Regions from separate parts of the Mus musculus genome. Here regions 1, 2, 3, 4, 5 and 7 are each linked to region 6. Evidence: chromatin contacts called from public HiChIP or PLAC-seq, Micro-C and promoter capture Hi-C data. All regions are on one chromosome and are shown on one strand. Each heading gives the region's core, a stretch centred on a gene start, on an enhancer-like site or on the middle of the called end of the contact. The rest is flanking DNA. Distances are from core to core; before and after follow the strand shown.

What was found. Promoter capture Hi-C pulls out the DNA fragments that hold promoters and counts their contacts. Hi-C and Micro-C count contacts between places; a contact is called where the count stands out from the background. HiChIP or PLAC-seq counts read pairs in DNA pulled down with a chosen protein or histone mark.
Region 1: a promoter capture Hi-C map of trophoblast stem cells shows a contact between it and region 6, with 5 times the contacts expected there. The contact joins the enhancer-like site here to the promoter of Mdm1 in region 6. A contact is called at or near these places in 12 of 39 promoter capture datasets (the 3T3-L1 cell line, the C10 cell line, the HPC-7 cell line and 7 more), 2 of 115 datasets of contacts at active chromatin or transcription factors (astrocytes and neural tube) and 2 of 9 other capture datasets (adipose tissue and liver).
Region 2: a contact with region 6 is called in a Micro-C map of embryonic stem cells, with 8 times the contacts expected there. The contact joins the promoter of Grip1 here to the promoter of Mdm1 in region 6. A contact is called at or near these places in 4 of 39 promoter capture datasets (hippocampal neurons, liver and pre-B cells) and 1 of 484 Hi-C or Micro-C datasets (embryonic stem cells).
Region 3: a contact with region 6 is called in an H3K27ac HiChIP or PLAC-seq map of microglia, with 5 times the contacts expected there. The contact joins the promoter of Lrrc10 here to the promoter of Mdm1 in region 6. A contact is called at or near these places in 1 of 39 promoter capture datasets (the 3T3-L1 cell line) and 1 of 115 datasets of contacts at active chromatin or transcription factors (microglia).
Region 4: a contact with region 6 is called in a promoter capture Hi-C map of liver, with 4 times the contacts expected there. The contact joins the enhancer-like site here to the promoter of Mdm1 in region 6. A contact is called at or near these places in 8 of 39 promoter capture datasets (the C10 cell line, frontonasal cranial neural crest, hippocampal neurons and 3 more), 7 of 484 Hi-C or Micro-C datasets (cortical neurons, embryonic stem cells, myocytes and 2 more) and 5 of 115 datasets of contacts at active chromatin or transcription factors (astrocytes, embryonic forebrain, embryonic stem cells and 2 more).
Region 5: a contact with region 6 is called in a promoter capture Hi-C map of pre-B cells, with 2.8 times the contacts expected there. The contact joins the promoter of 4933412E12Rik here to the promoter of Mdm1 in region 6. A contact is called at or near these places in 6 of 39 promoter capture datasets (the 3T3-L1 cell line, 3T3-L1-derived adipocytes, liver and 2 more) and 1 of 9 other capture datasets (liver).
Region 7: a promoter capture Hi-C map of pre-B cells shows a contact between it and region 6, with 3 times the contacts expected there. The contact joins the promoter of Helb here to the promoter of Mdm1 in region 6. A contact is called at or near these places in 10 of 39 promoter capture datasets (the 3T3-L1 cell line, the C10 cell line, embryonic stem cells and 6 more) and 4 of 484 Hi-C or Micro-C datasets (the G1E-ER4 cell line, liver, muscle stem cells and 1 more).

What each region holds. Positions count from the first base shown.
Region 1 is chr10:119,191,356-119,194,055 of GRCm38.p6, forward strand. No RefSeq gene overlaps it. Among named protein-coding and RNA genes, the nearest start is that of Cand1, 47 kb to the right of the region's middle. Within about 2 kb of position 1,421, at least 27 of the 459 cell types and tissues checked have an H3K27ac peak or open chromatin away from gene starts, as enhancers often do. A contact at or near this core is called in liver and trophoblast stem cells, where this site is marked.
Region 2 is chr10:119,452,762-119,455,461 of GRCm38.p6, forward strand. It overlaps Grip1 (glutamate receptor interacting protein 1), which reads left to right and starts at 1,273. Exons shown (of 23, transcript NM_001277292.1): 1 at 1,273-1,661. The coding sequence starts at 1,604.
Region 3 is chr10:117,044,011-117,046,710 of GRCm38.p6, forward strand. Lrrc10 (leucine rich repeat containing 10) reads left to right here and starts at 1,331. Exons shown (of 1, transcript NM_146242.2): 1 at 1,331-2,700. The coding sequence starts at 1,413. The coding sequence ends at 2,237. Gm10747 (a long non-coding RNA gene) reads left to right here. Exons shown (of 3, transcript XR_872056.2): 3 at 128-675.
Region 4 is chr10:119,160,664-119,163,363 of GRCm38.p6, forward strand. No RefSeq gene overlaps it. Among named protein-coding and RNA genes, the nearest start is that of Gm34045, 21 kb to the left of the region's middle. Within about 2 kb of position 1,443, at least 32 of the 459 cell types and tissues checked have an H3K27ac peak or open chromatin away from gene starts, as enhancers often do. A contact at or near this core is called in liver, where this site is marked.
Region 5 is chr10:116,949,183-116,951,882 of GRCm38.p6, forward strand. 4933412E12Rik (RIKEN cDNA 4933412E12 gene) reads left to right here and starts at 1,380. Exons shown (of 3, transcript NR_038026.1): 1 at 1,380-1,510. It overlaps Rab3ip (RAB3A interacting protein), which reads right to left and starts at 1,271. Exons shown (of 11, transcript NM_001359645.1): 1 at 1,078-1,271.
Region 6 is chr10:118,140,536-118,143,235 of GRCm38.p6, forward strand. It overlaps Mdm1 (transformed mouse 3T3 cell double minute 1), which reads left to right and starts at 1,252. Exons shown (of 14, transcript NM_148922.3): 1 at 1,252-1,427; 2 at 2,315-2,429. The coding sequence starts at 1,410.
Region 7 is chr10:120,111,567-120,114,266 of GRCm38.p6, forward strand. It overlaps Helb (helicase (DNA) B), which reads right to left and starts at 1,399. Exons shown (of 13, transcript NM_080446.2): 1 at 1,119-1,399. The coding sequence starts at 1,296.

The DNA of each region.
Region 1 (2,700 bases), core at 171-2,670, 1.1 Mb after region 6:
GGGAGGGCCCAGCCTATTGGGCTACCTACCCCTAAGCTGGTGGTTTTGGGTTCTCTAAGAAAGCAGGCCGAGCAAGCCAGTAAGCAGCACTCCCTCCGTGGCCTCTTCAATGGCTTCTGCCTTTGGGATTCTGGACTGTCTGAGTTCCCGTCCTGACTTCCTCCAGTGGTGGACTGGAATCTGGAAGTATAAGCTGAGTCTAAGACGAGTAAACCCTTTCTTCCCCAACTTGCTTTTGGTCTTGGTGTTTTCATCACAGCAACAGAAATCTTACCTAACACACACTCACGCATGCGCGTGCACATCCTTTTGAGCCAAGGACATGGAAGAGTAAAGCTTTTTCGGTGGCTTAGGTTTTGAAGGCTGATGGCATGGGAAATTCAAAGCACAGAAAGGCTGGTCCTTACAGTGTTTTCCTAAAGGCTACTTAAACTTAGGTTGCATACATGGGAAGATAGCAAGCTCCATCTTGGTGATCTCACCATGCGTTGCTATCTTGGCTGTGAGTTCTAACAATGGTCCAATCTTTTGGGGGGCGGTCAGGAGATATTTTCATAAAGTCGTATCGCCACACAAATCTACATCATGGTCATCTACTGTGTATTATACTAGAGTACTTTCAGAGAACGAAGCACACATATGACTACGAACGTGAGGTTCTTTAAGCTACATTGATACATTTTAAGCAAGAGGACTCACATGACCAAGCCAGTAAGAAAAGGAATCTGCAGGCCAATTATAGAACAAACCTCCAAGTTATATGTTTAAATTATTCTTGGTATGCTACAATAGAGAGTCAGGAGCGATGTTCCGAGAACTAGAGGGAACACTGGAGTCACACACAAAACAGAGACTTGCTTTTTCTAAGATATATCCTTTCTAAAAGTTCACTCTTTGAACTTTCTGCTATGAAGCAATCACCGATCCAAAAGGACAGTGAGTTCTCAAATAAAAAGCTTCCCACATACAAGCAATAGCCTCAGATGGAGCTACCGCAATGAACATGTCTATACTAAGAAGCACACACACGAAACCGCCATCTGTAATTATCTAGAGATATGGAAGTTATTTGTTCATTTTCTCACCCGTTCGCTCTACTCACCATTTATGAAGTATATTATTATGTATGTCCTATACATTAATAGTACAACAAAGTCAGCACATAAAACCTACTTGGAGGTTTGTTCTATAATTGGCCTGAAAAATCTTTCAAGGAGGAGCCTAAATTCAAGGTCAACCTGCGACTCAGTTAATCCTCCCCTGGGAGGTCAGACATCTTTTTAGGAAACTGGCCAGGCAGTCTGAAAGCCTGAGGGAAAGTGCCTGTCTGTGCTATTTTGGGGGAAGTGTGTTTACAAGGAAGCTCTGAGCCCTTATCACCTCTGAAGCTCGAGATTAGACTGCACTTGCCCAGTAACTTCCCTCCCGACCTGCTCTGCGCTGGAAGCACCCGCACTCCTATGAAGCTAAGTTGATCTTCTCTCTCAGACAAAGGAACCCGGAGTCTGTGTGTCTCTCCAGTGACTCTTCTTCTCTTCCTTTTGCTTTACTGTACACGGCTGTTCAGCTCTGTAGGAAAGGCACAGATAAGGAACTTACAACCATAGCTAATAATTGTGCATTCTAAGGTGGTGAGGGTTGTTATGTAATAAGCAGGGCAGTTATAAGAGCCAAAAATAAAAGGATTAGTTTAAGGAAAGACATCTAAGATAAAAGGGATGATCAAGGTGGTTGTCTGGCTGAGACAGAGCTCTTACGGAGGACAGTGTTCCAGGAGCCAGGGCAAATGTCTTGAGGTGGGAGTGTACCTGGAACCATTGAGTAACAGCCAGGAAGCTAGGAGAGATGCAGCCACGTGGATAGTGGCTAGGGGTAGCTTAAGTCAGAAAGGTAATGGACAGCTAGATCCTGGAGGGACTTGTATGCTCTAGGAAAGGGTCTGCTTTTCTGAGTAAAATTGAGGGCTCTAAGTTGTAGACTGGTATAACTAGATTCACATGTTAAAAGTCCATTCCAATTCCTCTGCTGAGACGGGATGTGAGGGCTAAAGTTATGTTTTAAGATTAAATTGCTCCCGGGCAGTGGTGGTGCATGCCTTTAATCCCAGCACTTGGGAGGCAGAGGCAGGTGGACTTCTGAGTTCGAGGCCAGCCTGCTTTACAGAGCGAGTTCCAGGACAGCCAGGGCTACACAGAGAAACCCTGTCTCGATAAACCAACCCCCACCCCCACCCCCCACCCCCCAAAATTAAATTGCTACAGGTTGGAGAAGTGGCTCAGTTGTTAAGAGCACTGACTGCTCTTCCAAAGGTCCTGCGTTCAATACTCAGCAGCCACATGGTGGCTCAAAAACATCTATAATAGAATCCGATGCTGCCTTCTGGTGTGTTTGAAGACAGCTACAATGTACTCATATAAATAAAATAAATAAATCTTTTTTAAAAAGATTAAATTACTATGCTTAAGAGATCTGTCAGACAATAAATGTCTCTAACTCTAATTCAGTTCTGTGTCATCAGGCTGGAGATGCTTTGTAAGACATCAAAATGATGGTGCCAACTAGGCACTTGGTTCTACATGGCTCAGATTCAGGGGAAAAGAAACAAATGGAGAAATAAGTAGTGGAGACATTAATTTCAGAGTTATAGGTATACAGGCAATATGTAAATTACTAGGAGTTGACTGGCCCACAAAGGGAGTA
Region 2 (2,700 bases), core at 23-2,522, 1.3 Mb after region 6:
CAGGTGCCAACATCCCTGCTTGATCAGACAGTTTATGAGATGGCAGGAGAAGACAGACCTTATCTTCAGGTGCTGTGTGATTATGCTATTGCTCTGGCAGTGAGAGAGCAGAAGGCTGGCAAGAGCTGATGTCCCCATTGAGGGAGAGGAACCACAGTTCCTTCAGAGGCCAAAAGAAACCGCAGAGGCGAAACCCCCAAACCACACTCCAGTAGATACAGCCTCTGGGGCTCCAAACTCTTCAGAACCCGTCAGATGGGAGGGAAAGGCATGGCTATTTTCCAGCCAGAGGCCCAGGCTTGAAGAAATGAATGGCATCTCCATGCAAGACAGACAGCTGCCAAAAGTCCCTCTCCTAGTAGCACTGAGGTCTCAAGGAAGAGCCCACATGCCTGGGCAGAACCTTCCAGGCTCTGGTACAAAGGCTTCTGTCCCCCCTCCCCCTCCCCACCTTTATTCATTTTCCACTGATTTTTTTTTTCTTTCTGTGAGCCTATGACAAGAGGAAGAAACTAATCATAAAACCTGATCATAAAATTCCTTCCTACACTTGAAGACAGCTATTAAATATTCACTCAGCTGAGGTCTGCTTGCATCCTTTAAAACAAAAGGGGCTCCTGGCTCCCACCGTCCCCACCCCTGGGACCAGCGCCGACCATCCCGAAAGTTGCCACTGCCCCTGTGTTGAGGGCGAAGTTAGCGAATCCGGAGCTGCGAGTCTCAACTTGGGGGAGGGGGCGACGGGCAGGGCTGGGGAGGGGAGTGAGCGGCGAGAAGGAGGGACTAGAGGGAAGGACACTGCCCCCTGCTTCATCGAGGTCATCGCCAAAGCCGCCTAAGCGGCCGGTCGGGCTCGGGGCGGGAGGCCCGGGAGGGGCGGGCGAGGGCTCCGCAGCGGCGGCGGGGTGCCAGGCTCCGTACCTGGCGGGCCGGGCGCGCCTCGCAGGCCGGCGATCCGGGCGCCGAGGGTGTGAGCGCGCGCGCCCCTCCGTGCCCGCCCAGCCTCGCGCGCGTCTCGGGGGGAGAGGCTCTGGCGACAGGCGCCCCGGGAGCCCGCAGCTCGGTCCCGCCCGCCCCGAGGAGCTTTGTGCGGCCGCGGCGGCTCCGAGTCCCACCTGCTGGCGGCGGAGGGACGAGGAAGGAGAAGGCGAGGACGACGAAGAGGAGGAGGAGGTGGAGGAGGAGGAGCGGAGCGAGGCGGCGCCAGCCCTGAGCTCCCGCCGGCGCCCACCTCCGGGGGCTCGGCGGTCCTACACCGGCCTGCTCCGGTCCCCCGGCCTCGCGGCCACACCGCGCCACCGCGGCTGCAGAACCCCCCCCCCCCCCCAGCTCTGCCCGGTTACCGCGCGGCCCGACCGCCACAGCCACCGCCACCGCCACCCCCGGGGAGCTCGGGAGACTTGGAGGCGAGCAGCGGGGCGCGCGGCGTCGCCTCAATGTATCGGGGAGTCGCCTCGGCGCCCCAGCCCCGCTGAGCAGCCTCGGGCGTGTTGCTACCGGCCGGAGGGCGTGAGCCAGGAGGCGCGGCGAGCCCCAGAGCCGGCGACCAGCGAGTGAGCGAGCCAGCGAGTACGCCCCGGAGCAAGCTCAGGGAGCAGACACCATGCCGGGCTGGAAGAAGAACATCCCCATCTGCTTACAAGCGGAGGAGCAGGAGAGAGGTGAGCCTGGCGGTCGAGCCTGGGGGGCCGGGCCGGGCGCCCTCGGTGCCTCCCTGTCCCCCAGCTCCCCGAGACCTGTCCTCCGGCCGGCAAGGGAGGGGCGCCGTGCCCTCCGGGGACCGCGCTCCAGGCCAGGTGGCACCTTGCGAAATCCGAGAGGGGGTTTGGGGATCTGGAGGGGGGAAAAGCCGAGGGGGCAAGGGAACAGTGCTGCGGCAAGCAACTTTTCGCCCGGGGAAAGATTCTGTTTTTTCTTACCGAGGACCTAGAGGGAACTCCAGCTTCTCCTGGGCCCGCTGCGCACGTGGAGCCCCGGCTCCTCTCTGTGCGGTGGGCTCTCCTGGTGCTGGGGGTGGGGGAGAATCTTGCAATGCTTTAAGTGACTTTTCAAACTTTCCTCCTCCTGCCGCGGCCGCCTTGACGATGTCCCCGCCTCTGGCTGGGCTACGATGGTGCTGCCAAACCCAAAGTTGCAGGAGATTCTTAAAGGGGGAGTAGAAGGGGGAAGAGTGTGGGGGGCGGGTAGGGGGCGCTGCCTTGGGTCGCTGGAAGGGGGGAGGGGAGAGAGGACTGACTGTCCCCTGGCTGGTAGTGACTGCCTAAAAGATGAGTTATGCCCAGCGCAGTCCCGGCTTTCTAGTTAATACCGCAGGACTGCGGACTTTTCATAATTACTGTCTGTTTTCTTCGGAAGACACGGCTCTCCGTGCCAGGTGGCTCTGCAGCCCCTTTGTGCTTCAGCCTGCCAAGTGTGCTGGGCACGTTGTTTTGAAGTGACTCGCGGAGAGGAAAAGTTGAAGGCCTTTTGCACTCTAAACGCTTGGTTCTGTTGTCATCTTACGGTGTTTGGGTTGTGCAGTGGTTGGCCGTAACCTGGATATCATGTACGGAGTACACCAAAATTTCCTACCAAGGCCCCATGGGGCTGTGGGGTGCGCAGCATCCAGAGGGATTCCCTGGCTGTCAAGGTCCACCAGGGTTTATATACTCCTGCTGCTTCAACTACAGCCTGCTTTGGCTTGTTCAAGGAACCTGCTTG
Region 3 (2,700 bases), core at 81-2,580, 1.1 Mb before region 6:
AACTCCGAGATTATTTGGCGGGAATCGGGCCCCCTCCCCCTTCCTTCATAACTGAGTGTCGGAACAGTAAAATTGAGCTTTGATCAGAATGCCTGTCTTAGCTGCATCATTTTCTCTCGCCGCCTAGCCCCTCTTCTCTTCCAGGTTTCCAGAATGCCTTTCCAAGCTAGAACCCAGGCTATGATCTGCTGGCCGGACACAACATGCAAGATCCCACAGAGGCCAGAAGACAATGTTGGATCATCACCCCACACCTCACATCCAAAGCTGCCGTTAAAGACAGTTGTAAGCTATCAGATACAAGGGCTGGCTGGCGTGGATATGGCGTGGATATGAGGGCTGGCGTGGAACCTGGGTCCTCTCAAAGGGCAGCACGCGCTCTCCACCTTTGAGCCATCTCTCCAGCCCCCAGCAGCCAGACCTTGGAGGCCCTCGTTCTTGGAACGGTCTGGCTCATCGTTGCTTTTCTCAACTGGACGCGATTATGGACGAGAAGTACAGAGCTTTAATGGCCATTTAAATGGGTCTGGAAAGTGTTCCCACCTCTGGAAAGTGCCCCCCCCCCGGGTGCATTACATTCTAATGAATTAATTAATAATTACATTCTAATTAATCTATGCTTTTGAAGGCTAGTCAGCCTTCCTTCTTGTCCTTTGTCAAAGAGAGGATTTGTGTGTGTGTGTGTTCGTTTTGGCAGAAATGGAGACGGACCCCAGGGCTTCAATTCTGCCATACGAGCACCCTACCACTGAACTCCACTTCCAGCTCAAATGTACCCTTTTACAGTGTGGCAAGACGCTAGCTGGACACAAAGCAAGACTGTACAAATCAGAAGCCATTGCTTCTGATTACATATTGGTTAAGGCTTGTTGGAACTGGAGAAAATCTGTAAAGGATGTAGGCCTTTGGCAACACTTTGAAGGATGCATCCTGGAAAACTTAGCAGCGGGTTGTTGTTGTTTTGTGCCCCACTCAGGATTGAAGCAGGGCCTTGTTCGGGTTAGGTGAGTTGTAACACAAAGGAGATGACTATGCATTCAAATATTTACAGTTTTACCTACATAGTACAAATATAGGTGTTTTTCATTTTTACTTCTCCACCTTTGTCACAGTATTTTTTCAATTTGGGGGGGGGGGGCGGGAGATCAGGAGAGAGTAGATAAGAGATCAGGGCTTAAGTGATTAAAGACAAATATGTGAGTTGGACAGGACGTCCCAGACCCTGCCTGTCCGGCCTGTCACCAGACACTCAAGCTGCTATCAGGAGCACTTTATTCTGTCAAAGTGACTGGCTTTTGTCACCGAATTCCGGGTTATAAAGAGAGGGTAGAAGGGTTCCCGAGCAGTGAGCACAGCCAGCCCACTCCCTGACAGAGTTGGTGGGCAGGGGCTCGCCTTGCAGCCCGTTTCACATGGGAAACACCATCCGGGCCTTCGTGGCTTTCATCCCCACCGACCGCTGCCAGAGTTATGTGGTGGGAGACCTCCGGGAGATGCCCCTGGACAGGATGGTGGATCTGAGCGGGAGCCAGCTGCGTCGCTTCCCACTGCACGTGTGCTCCTTCACGGAGCTGGTGAAGCTCTACCTCAGCGACAACCACCTTCACAGCCTGCCTCCCGACCTGGCACAGCTGCAGAACCTGCAGATCCTGGCCTTGGATTTCAACAACTTCAAAGCTCTCCCCCGGGTGGTGTGTACCTTGAAACAGCTCTGCATCCTCTACCTGGGCAATAACAAACTCTGTGACCTCCCGGATGAGCTCAGCCTGCTCCAGAACCTACGGACCCTGTGGCTCGAATCCAACTGCCTCACCCGGCTGCCCGATGTGGTGTGTGAGCTGAGTCTCCTTAAAACCCTGCATGCCGGTTCCAACGCCCTACGTCTGCTACCCGGCCAGCTCCGGCGCCTGCGCGAGCTCAGGACCATCTGGCTCTCCGGCAATCAGCTAGCTGACTTCCCCTCGGTACTGCTTCGCATGCCCTTTCTGGAGGTGATCGACGTGGATCGGAACAGTATCCGCTACTTCCCCAGCCTGGCCCACTTGACAAATCTGAAGCTGGTCATCTATGACCACAATCCTTGCAGAAATGCCCCCAAGGTGGGCAAAGGGGTTCGCCGTGTTGGGAGATGGGCAGAGGAGACACCAGAGCCTGACCCCAGAAAAGCTAGGCGGTACGCACTGGCCAAGGAAGAGAATCAAGAGCCACCTCCTCCCCTTCTTCCTTCCAGCTCTTGAACAGCTGAGGTTGAAGGCCAATTCAAAGGTTACCCCACTGCTCCGAAGGCATCTCATTAGAGCGGAAGGGATGGTCCTGGCTCATCCCAGGGCTGATGGAGAGAAAGCCAGGTGAGATGCTGTAAAGGAATAGGGCGAAGAAAACATTTCCAGCCCCCAGCACCTCTTCCTAGGGGGAAGGTGTGTGCTGTTGCTGGCCTGGAATCCAGGGTGACTGTCACTCCTGTGCCAGAAGCAGTTCCTTCACACGAGCTATTTTGAAACACCAAAGAACAAGACCAGCCACAGCACTCTTCCACCACGCAGGAGTAGCTGGTCACAAGGCTGGTGAGTGCTTCAAAGACTGTATTTGTTAAAATAAAGAAAACAACGCCACCAGCTGCTCAGTGGCCTGTCTCTAGCTCTCTCTAGCTCTCATGCCTCTTTCCTTCCCGAGAACTTCTGCATAGTACCAATGTACTGC
Region 4 (2,700 bases), core at 193-2,692, 1.0 Mb after region 6:
GGCAGGCAGCAGGAAAAGAAAGTGAGCCCCTGGGCCTGGCTTGAGCTTCTGAAACCTCAAAGCCCACCCCAAGTGAAACACACTTCCTCCAGCAAGGCCATACCTATTCCAACAAGGCCACACCTCCTCATAGTGCCACTCCCTATGGGCCTATGGTGGGGGGGGGGGATTTTCTTTCAAACCACCACAGGCTGGAATTAAAAAGGTCAGCTTATCCAATGAGTGTGAACCGGGGCTAGGGGCGTGGCTTAGGCAGGAAAGTGATTGTCTTCTAACCCAAGCACTGAATATGTTCTCTAATATATGTGTTAGAAAGAGAAAAGGGAGATGGCTCTGCCAGAGGTCCTGAGTTCAATTCCCAGCAACCACATGGTGGCTCACAACCATCTGTAATGGGATCTGATGCTCTCTTCTGGTGTGTCTGAGGACAGCTACAGTGTACTCACATACATAAAATAAATAAATCTTTTTAAAAAGAGAGAGAAAAACAAACAGAGAGGGAAGTGGGGAGAGAAAGAGAGAGGAGGAGGGAGGGAAAAAGGAAGGAAGGAGGGAGGGAGGGAGGGAGGGAGGGAGGAAGGAAGGAAGGAAGGAAGGAAGGAAGGAAGGAAGGAAGGAAGAAGCTGACATGAAGAGGTATGGTGTGATAGTCTATGCCTATAATCCCAGTATTTGGGAAGCTCAGGCAGGTGGATCAGCAGTTTGAGGTCTACATAATAGGGTATTGTTTTCCCCTCTCAAAAATTTTTGTTTTGATTTCTTACTTTAAAGGGACCCCATGAGGTCTTCATTGCGTCAAGCATCTTCATGAGTATTTGACCTCGGCCCAGCAAGTGTGTGATAAGAACATCTACCCTTCACACAAAGACATGGACTTGTGTGAGTTTGTCAGAGTGACTCCCTGCCATCAGGTACCCTAGCACCTCCTTCTGAACCTAAGAATTGTCCCACAGAAGGGACAATCAAAGTGGCATGTCTCAGAAATATACAAATAATTCCAACCACTTAGTTTTTCTAAATGTGGAAATCAGTGATGAAATTTTTTTTCAGGTGAGAGAATTGCACCAGAGAAATATTTTAATACCTCAGATCTAAGAATTCACATACTGCCAAGGAACAAGGAAAAGAAAAAAAAAAAGAAAGGAAGGAAGGAAGGAAGGAAGGAAGGAAGGAAGGAAGAAAGAAAGAAAGAAAGAAAGAAAGAAAGAAAGAAAGAAAGAAAGAAAGAAAGAAAGAAAGAAAGGATTTGCATAGTGACCATAGATACTTACAGACACTAGAGGGCAGGATACATGGTTTTATGTTTTGTCAAATTTTCATCTGTTTTCAATTTTAATAAGAATGCAGGCCAGGCTTCCTTTCAGACAGTAAGGGAGAGCACAGTGCTGCACACAGCATGATGCAGACTCACACTGGACTTTGGAGGAGGGAGGGAGGGAAACCACAGAGAGAAGCAAAGGGGACAGCAAGCAGCTCGAGTGATCTACTGATTGAGCGACGGCTTCTGCAGAATCAACCACCTGTGATTTCCTAACGTAGAACCTTTGACCTTGACTTTGGCAGCACAGGGGAGAGTCTTTTCTCATCGATGCCAGGAGAGTCTCTATAATCAGTTACACGGTTGCTGTCTCCTGCTGTTCTGCTTGTCTACCAGGATTCGGCCCGTTACTTCTTACAACTCAGAGCTGAAAAGAAAGTGATTTTAAAAATTTCCCCCAACGTTTCAGAAGACAGTAGCTCAGGTTTGTCATGCCTTCAGATAAATGAATTCAGACTTATTTGGGATGATAGGACTTGACCTCACACGTGAGCATCCATGTTCATGTGTGCATCTGTGTGCGTGTGTGTGTGTGTGTGTGTGTGTGTGTGAATGCATGCTACCATGTGTCAGTCCCCTCAGAGAAAGCCCTCTGCTATCTTTATACAGTGAAAGTGACAAACGGCCTCTCCCTCTCTGTCCTAAGAGTATCAATGCTATTAACAAAAGAGGCTCAATCTCAAAACGTCATAGTCAGCTGAAGGCTCCACATCTAATTCTTTTATCCGATGAGATGTTTCTTGGTGTGTTGCCCAGTCTGCTGGTGTTAAGTCATCTTCCAGGCCCAGCTTCCTAAAAAGGTGGGTTACAGGTGAATGCTACCACGTCCACTTTATTTATTCTTTTCTTTTTTCTTTTCGTGTGTGTGTGTGTGTGTGTGTGTGTGTGTGTGTGTGGTAGTGTGTGTGGGCAGGGGTTGTTTCAAGACAAAAGTTTTTTCTGTGTAGCCCTGGCTATCCTGAAACTTGCTCTGTAGACCAGAGACCAAGCCAACCTCAAACTCGGCGACCTGCCTGCCTCTGCCTCTCAAGTGCTGGAACTAAAGGTGTATGACCACCTCCCCCCATTACTTTATGGTTTTCAAAGAAGGGCTAGAAGCCAGAGCCTCGCATGCACTAGGCAAGTGCTCTGCCACTAAGCCCCACCCTGCTCTGCAACTGTCTGCTCCTATCGATCTTTTTAAAATGTACGCACATGTGCTTCCTAAGGGTTCCCAGCATAGAGATCGGCCCTGAAGATCCAGAGCAGAAGTAAGCGGCAGAGCAGCATGGCCATTGCACAGCCCTGCTCACGCAGGATCGAGCTCTGCTTCCATTCCGGGGTTCCCACTTGATGTGGCAAGAACTGCAATATGGATGTGGCTTCCAAGCCCTGCATAACCT
Region 5 (2,700 bases), core at 130-2,629, 1.2 Mb before region 6:
ACATCCTTGGGCCGGAAAGAGAAAAAAGTTGAAAGACGTCTGTTCTTATAGTTAAGAATGCATTGCTGAGTAAATCTGTGTAACTGTTAAGTTCAGTTAATATATTCCCCTAGGGCCTTGAGGAGTAGATTCGGAATGCAGTGTCTATTCAAACATGAAAAGTCCTCTGAAAACGCACAGTCCTGGTAAATAAATAACACATGCTAACTGAACAAGGCCCCATAAAACTGGTGAAATATTTAACAGTATCAAATATTTACAACGATGGGCTGCATACCTACTCTGCCTCCTTTTCCTCTCGATTCATTGTTTAGAAACAAAAACTTAAGAACAGTGTAATGAACAGAAACCGGGTCTTTCAAGAGATTTACAATAGAACGGTTTGTTTTAATCCTCTTATCGGCCTCTCCTCCAATTATGCAATCATTCCAGAGCCAAAAGATCACAGGGCTCTTTCCCTTGACACGGGGGACACTGAGAAGTGTCTAAACAGGTAGGCTGGGAACAGGCAACATTTCCTTGAAACTAAAGTGCCTCTGGGGCACCAGCTCTAACTCGGAGGAGAGTGCGCCAGCCAGCCATTACGGATCGATGTTTTAATCCCCAACAACTGGCAACTCTTCGCGTGCTGCAGCGTCCACCCGGCACCATCCTCTCCCCAGCCTCGCTATTCCGCGGGCGGCGGGGGGCGAGCGGCCCACGCAGGGGGAACCGCTGTTCTCCCACTCCCGGGGTCCCGATTCCCGAAGTCAGGCTGGGCCGAGCGCGGCGGGGGAGACCCCGGGAACCGGCGACCCCCGCACATCCCCGGCCAACCGCGCCGCCCGCGACTTAAGCAACTCCGCGACCGAGGCCGCGCGGGCCGCCAGGTGAGCGCCGGAGCCGCCGCCCTTCGGGTCCCCGGGGCTCCGCAGCGGGCGGGCGGACGGGCGGACGGGCGGGCGCGATCCGCGCCCTCCCCGCCGCCTCCTGCACCTGCCCGGCCGCGCTCCGGGCCGGCGGGACAAGGGCGCGAGGCGAGGCGCCGAGGGGGCGGTGCTCACACCGCCCGCCTCTCCCTCCCGCCGCCGCACTCACCTGCCGGATCCGCCGCGGCCGCCGCCCGCGCTCGGCAGCGCTCGCAGAGCCGCAGGGTGCGCGTGCCCAGCTCGGGAGACGCGGAGGACGGCGGCGGACAGACGCCGCTCCACTCCGCCGCGGCTGGCGCTCTCTGCGATGGGAGCCGAGGGAGGGAGAGCCGACTGCGCCTGCGCCGAGCGCCGGGCGGAGAAGCGGCCGCCCCTCCCCCTCCCCCGCCCCCGCCCCGGGAGAGAGGGCGGGACTAGAGGCGGGACCGGGAGGGAGTGGCGAGGGGGACTCGCGCGCTGCGGCGCCCCCTGGCGACAGGAGGGGCTCGGTGCAGGCTAATCCACGCGCGGAGTCCAGGGTCCCTCTACAGCGGTTTCCCTGGGAACCACTCTGGCTGGAAATCCTGTGGCTGCCTTTGGAGGATGTGAACTCTCCTGGGATGGTAAGAGGCTTTGGACTGTGTATTGAGGACAAGCAGAACCGACCTGAAATTCCGCGTCTGTGGATACCTGAAGCTGGAGTAGGAGGTTAGGGGCCCGGGGAGGGGGGGGGGGGGGGGATGGGATGGGCGGGGAGCTGGTAAACCCAGATCCTTCCACTTTCAGTTTCCAAAGACCGTCTCTCATCTTTTACAGGAACTATATCTATTGTTTTGTTTTGTTTTGTTTTGCTTATCAAACTTCCATCCCACATTCGGGCTTCCAAGTTGGAAAACAAAAAACAAAGTACAGACAGAATCAAGCCCTGAAAATCAAACTCAGGGATGGGGGGTGGGAGGGAGCAGTCATCCTCGGTATTTCCGCCAATGTTTGTGATACTCAGAGGCAGGGGCTGCCATTCTGTTGAGTACATCAAGGAGGTGGTAATAAAAAGGAAGCTATGTGTGTGGTCCCTGTGATCAGCCACCTACTGACCTCTGTGACCTTAGGCGAGTTCATCTGCAATATCGCCAATCTTCTCACTGATAATTGGAAATAAGAATGTCTACCTCATCAAGGTTTTGAGAGTTAAGTGGTTTAATATATGTAATTAGTGTACCTCACCACATTCTGTGACACAGTGAGTCATACAGAAACACACATGTGTACACACACACACACCTCTACAAAAAATTCCTACCATCCAAAGACTCAAACAAAAGGAGACAAGTTTACTATTAAGAGAAAACTTTATGGGCTCCCTGTTTTACACATTTTTTTTCTAAAGAGATGTTCACACACACACACTTTTTGTTTTGTCTTGGTTTTCGAGACAGGGTTGGCCTCGAACTCAGAAATCTGCTGCCTCTGCCTCCCAAGTGCTGAGATTAAAGGCATGCACCACCACTGTCCGGCTCACACACACATCTTTTATCATATGGAATTGGTAATTACTTAACCCATGCTCCAGTTTCTTTGTAAACCATTCCCTGATGCTCGCCTGCCTCCCAACCCTAACTCCTTACCTGTGATCCCAGAACACTGTATTTCAGTGGTTCTCAACCTTCCTAACACTGTGACCCTCTAATACAGTTCCTCATAGTGTATACTAACCCCCAACCATAAAATTATTTCCGTTGCTACTTCATAACTGTAATTTGGCTACTGTTATGAACCTTAACATAAATATCTGTGTTTTCTGATGTCTTAGGTG
Region 6 (2,700 bases), core at 2-2,501:
TCTCCTGGATGCATGGCAGCACAGGGTCTTATTTAATATTCTCTCTGTTTTAGATATCAGGTGGCTTCTTCAAATGAATTTTTAAATTATCTCCATGATAATGAAGAAGATCGGAGACATCAATTAGGAGCCAAGAAGAGGAGTCTGCAGGAAGCACTTGAAGGGACTGGGAAGGGTTGATGGGAACATCCCAACACAGGACAAAGGTAAATTCATTATTCCTAGAAGAACCCCGGCAACCTTCTCTCCAGACATATGTCTGCCTTGATCATCTTATCTTCCTCTTCTTGCAGTTGTAATTTTCAAGGCCAAGTCTGAAAATTACCCCTGAGCCTCTTCTAATCATCTCTACCCTCAGGGACCACTCTGCTTCAAACTTCCCATTCATGCCTCTCACTTGGAAAGCGAGCCCAGGACATAGTATATTATGATCGACTAAATAATGTATTTAGCATGTCTGGGTAATTTTTTTTCTGGACTTTCAGAATTAGCAGTGTTTCACGATGGGCAATAACCTATAAAAGTCAAATGGAATTTTATTTTTATTTATTCTTTCAAGACCGAGTTTTTCTGTGTAGCCCGATACTGGAACTCACTCTGTAGACCAGGCAGAGATCTCCCTGGCTCTGCCTGCCCAATGTTGGGACTGGTGGTGCATGCCTTTAATCCCAGCACTATGGAGACAGAGCCAGGTAGATATCTTTGAGTTCCAGGCCAGCCTGGTGTACAGAGGGAATTTTATTTTTAAAAAGGATGAGTTGGCTTTGCGGTCTTAATAAACTTTACTTGAATCATCCTAGGTCGTATGTATTTTTGGACCTATCCTTTTTGACCCAAGGCTCGTGTAACGCTTCTCTCCTTAGCAACTTCTTTTCAGCCGGGTACTCTAGGGGCAATTTCCTTTATGGACAAAGAGACTGTGGGTTCTGTCGTGCATTCTGGAATGCCAGGCACACTTTCACGTTCTGTGATGTCAGGGAGCTGGAACCAGTGAGGTAGGCTCTTGCCGAGCCCGGCCACACTACACAGACAGGCTGCGGTGCGCGCACTGCGGGGACTCTGCCTGCAGCCTCCTGAACAAAGCTCCCGCGGGCTCCGCCCACCGCAGCTCCGGTATCCTCATTGGCCAGCTCTTCGCCCGCCATTAGGGAGCGGGGCCGTGCCCTTACGAGTGCTGGTTGGTCTAATCGTAATGACGGTGAGGGCTGCCATTGGTCTTTAGGCCTCAAAATGGGCGGAGCAAGGCCGAGAGGCGGGGCGGGAGGGCGGCGCGGAGTGCGCCGGCGCGTCGTCGGGGACGCCGGGTCCAGGATCTTGCTAGGGAACCAGTGTTGTCGCGTCGTCCCGCCCCCTCGGGGCTTTTGCTCCCGTTAACTGTCGGCGGGGCAGGCTCCGCAGCGCAGGGCGACATGCCGGTGCGCTTCAAGGTGAGGCCGGGGGCTGGGCGGCGGGTGGCGGGGACGCCGCGGGGTGGGTGCGTGACGCGCCTGTGCCGTACCGAGCCTCCTGGCCGGAGCCTGTGCGGGGCGGAGGATGCTCCGGCCGGTGGCCCAGCGCGGAGGGGCGGGTGGGGAGAGTTCGATGGGGGCCTGACGGCGTCAGTCTGGGGTCGCCAGGAGCGGAGGCGGAAGGAGGGCCCTTGACAGTGGGACGAAAGGCTGCTGTCGGTGTAGGACACCTGTGGTTCCTCTTGCCGATAGCATTCAGCTCCTTTCCTGCAAAACTTTAAAGCGCGCGGGTCTTTTAAACGCTTGGGAAGCGGGCCCCAGTAAAAGGAGAGCGTGGGTAGGTGTGCAGCCTGCTAGTTGCACGTTTGCTTTAGGTTTTGCTCACAGTTCCAGATAGCTGTCTGTGTCTAACGCCTTTCCACGCAACAGGTGGCCACAGTGTTTCTGTAATCCCGGACTCTTTAATTCTAAAGTGCTTGCCAGACAGAGTGGGAGGGGAACACGTCTTTCTCTAATTGCCTTTTATTAAAAGCCATAACATTATGCACTCGATGAATTTAGGATAAACCTCTAGTGAGGACTTAGGTTTGTTACCACACTTTGGAATCAGAGAACCAGTTATAGCGCAGCCTCATTGAGGGACTCCGGCTTGTCTGGCTCGGGTGGTTGTGAGGATTAAGGGGCTACTTAGCCCAGGGCTGGGTAAATATTAGCTATTATTAAGGAGCTTGACTGGGGTTTAATTCTCATTCTTGGGCCTTTCAAGAACACTCTTCAGAGGTTGAGGTTTTTTTGTTTTTGTTTTTCTTTCTGATGCTAAAACACCTCTTCACTACACTGTGCTCAAATTGCACTTTTCATTATAGGGGCTGAGTGAATACCAGAGAAACTTCCTGTGGAAAAAGTCCTATTTGTCAGAGTCTTATAATCCCTCAGTGGGACAAAAGTACTCATGGGCAGGACTTAGATCGGATCAGTTGGGTAAGTTGAGCAAACCAATAGCTATCATAACTTGAATAAACCTTGGGTTCTGTTTACAAAACAATTAAAATCTACCTGTGTTGGCCTCATGTATAATTGGCAAATATTTATTGATGCTATACTGCGATCCCAGAGTCCCTTATGTACAAACAAACAAAAACAAACAAACAAACAAAAAACACAAAGAAACTCATCAAATCGAGTTGTATATAAAATAGCATGATATCAAAAAAAGTTGAATAGTAAAACTGAAGGGGAAACGCCTGAGATT
Region 7 (2,700 bases), core at 149-2,648, 2.0 Mb after region 6:
AGTTCCTACAGTTACCACAGAGCTCAGCTCAGCGGACTTCTTTAGCAAAGCCGTGTCTGCATCTCATGAATGTCACTTCTCCAAGTGCTGTCTGGTACTAAGTACTAAGTTGGGGTTACTTCTCTGATTAAAGAATGTCTGCCTAGGTGCTATAGACATGATGGCTCAGCCAAGAGCACTGGCTGCTCTGCCAGAGGTCCTGAATTCAATTCCCAGCAACCACATGGTGGTTCGCAATCATCTATAATGGGATCTGATGCCCTCTTCTGGTATGCAGGTATAGATGCAGATAGAGCACTCATGTACACAAAATAAATAAATCTCAAAAAAAAAAAAAAACCAAAATGGCTGCTTAATTCACAAGTAGTATTTCCACTGAGACAGCAACTTCGCCATTTTCTCTCCCTGGCCTGTCCCAGTAGCAAATGCTTGGCCAGGATAGCCAGTTACACTTCCATCAACATGTAATCCTTTCTATTTAATTTCAAACACAGCCAAAGTTGTGTTTAAATTGCCAATGGTCAGTTGCCACACATGGTCCTGGTCAGCAGCTATTACTGTACTAGACCATGAAAATACAATGTGTGTGTGTGTGTGTGTGTGTATGAACATGTATGTGTGAATGTGTGGGCATGTATATGTATGTGTAAGTGTATGTGTGTAAATGTGTATGAGTGTGTTTATGTATGTGTGTATGTATATGTGTAAATCTGTGTGTATGTGAGTGTGTGTGTGTGTGTGTGTGTGGCCGTGTGTTTCCGCGCGCTTGCTCTTTTTCTCAAAGTTGCTTAACAGCAACTCCGTCTCTTATTCAGCCAGCGTGGTACAATAATTAAAGGATTCTGTTTCTGGGTGGGAATGAGGGTGCATCTATTTCCTCGACTGTAAAACTACCCCCAACTGTTAACTTTAAGCGAGACGATATATGAAAAAACCAAGCTTAACACAGTATGTGCTCTGAGTCATTACGACTATTACTACCACATCTAAGTACGGTGAAGCAGCCAGTCACACCACAGGTCTGTCTGTCAACAGTCAAGGACGCTGGGTGCCGGGCAGTGAGAATCGAAAATACTTCTTTGACCCCTGCCAACCCGGCCCGGCTGGCGCTGGCTCACCTCGCGCGCGCCCAGGGAGGCTGCCCGCCTTGATGCCCCCGCTGCAGAGTTCCTCGGCATCCACAAACTCCTCCTCCTGCTCCCCCTCCTCCTCCTGCGCACAATCCTCCTCCTCGTCGTCGCTCTTGTACGGGTGCAGAGGGCCCAGGAGCTCGCGCAGACGATCCTGCCTAGCCATTATCTCTTCGGCGAACTTGGCTCAAAACAACTCTACAAAACCTGGCGCGCGGTGTCCAAAACTGCAACCAATCAACTCGACCCGGGTAAGCCGGTCAGCTTCCGGGAACATCCAGGAGGCGGGCGGTATGGGGGCGTGGTCTGAGCGATGCTCCGCCCCAAAGGAGGAGACTGGTGACAGGCGGGACCAGCAGGCTGGGAGGTACCACGGCGGGCTGGCTGCTGACAGTTTCAGAACTGCTCTTTTTAGAGGTGCTGGGCGTTTCCTGCGGAGAAGGAGACGTGGTGAAAGGTCACGACTCTTGGGCGCAGAGAACCCCGGGAAAGCAGGGCATCCTCTGCCCGCTCTCTTAAAAAGAACACAGCAGAGGCCTCTAAAGACCTTGGGGCACTACCCAAAAGAGTGAATCTCCAATCCGGAGAGCGTGGTGGCGACGGCTAGGTGCCTCCTTACACGTAAAAGCGCCGCGGAGAAGTTGAATTTACATCATGTAGGGAGGGCATTTATCCAAGTAGATAACTAGGTCCCTTTGTATATATCCTCTGCATTGGGAGTTAAAGTTGTGATGTACTTTCTCATTTTTAATGCATGACCTGGGTTGTCCATTTTTATGCTTTTCCCGCTTTGGAAACCACTGGCTTTCTTTCCCGTTTATATACTACTCTCCTCGACTTCTTTTTGTTTTGTTTTGTTTTGTTTTGTTTTGTTTTGTTTTGTTTTGTTGTTTTTTCGAGATAGGGTTTCTCTGTGTAGCCCTGGCTGACCTGGAACACACTCTAGGTCCACCGCCCTAGTTCCTGTTTTCAGTAAAGCAAAAGGTGGGGACTTGTAGCCCAGAGAATATGCAGACTTGAGATAGAAAAAAAAAGAACAGCCGGGCTTGGTGGCGCATGCCTTTAATCCCAGCACTAGGGAGGCAGAGGCAGGCAGATTTCTGAGTTCGAGGCCAGCCTGGTCTACAAAGTGAGTTCCAGGACAGCCAGGGCTATACAGAGAAACCCTGTCTCGAAAGAAAAAAAGAAGAAAAGAAAAAAAAAAGAACAAAAGCTGAATACTGCGGCCGCGGTTCTCTAGATGGATAGTGTTTAAAAGTCGCGGTGCCCTTTAAGGGGCGCTATAAAATACTATTTTACTTTAAGGTTATTGTTTATTATGTAATTATCCTAACGTTAATCCTAAAAACTATGTTTTTATTAAACCCCAAAGCTGTGTTGCTGGTTTCTAATAAAGGCATTTGTCATACCCAAATGTCACGTGCATAGGATCAACCATAACGAATACGCACAGGCATCTTTCTTTTAGATTCCTTTTTTTTTCATGTGCGTGAGGTTTTTTTTTTTTTTTTTTTTTTTTGCTAGCATATGTGTCTGTGCACTCTGCATACCCAAAGCAAAACTTCCAGGC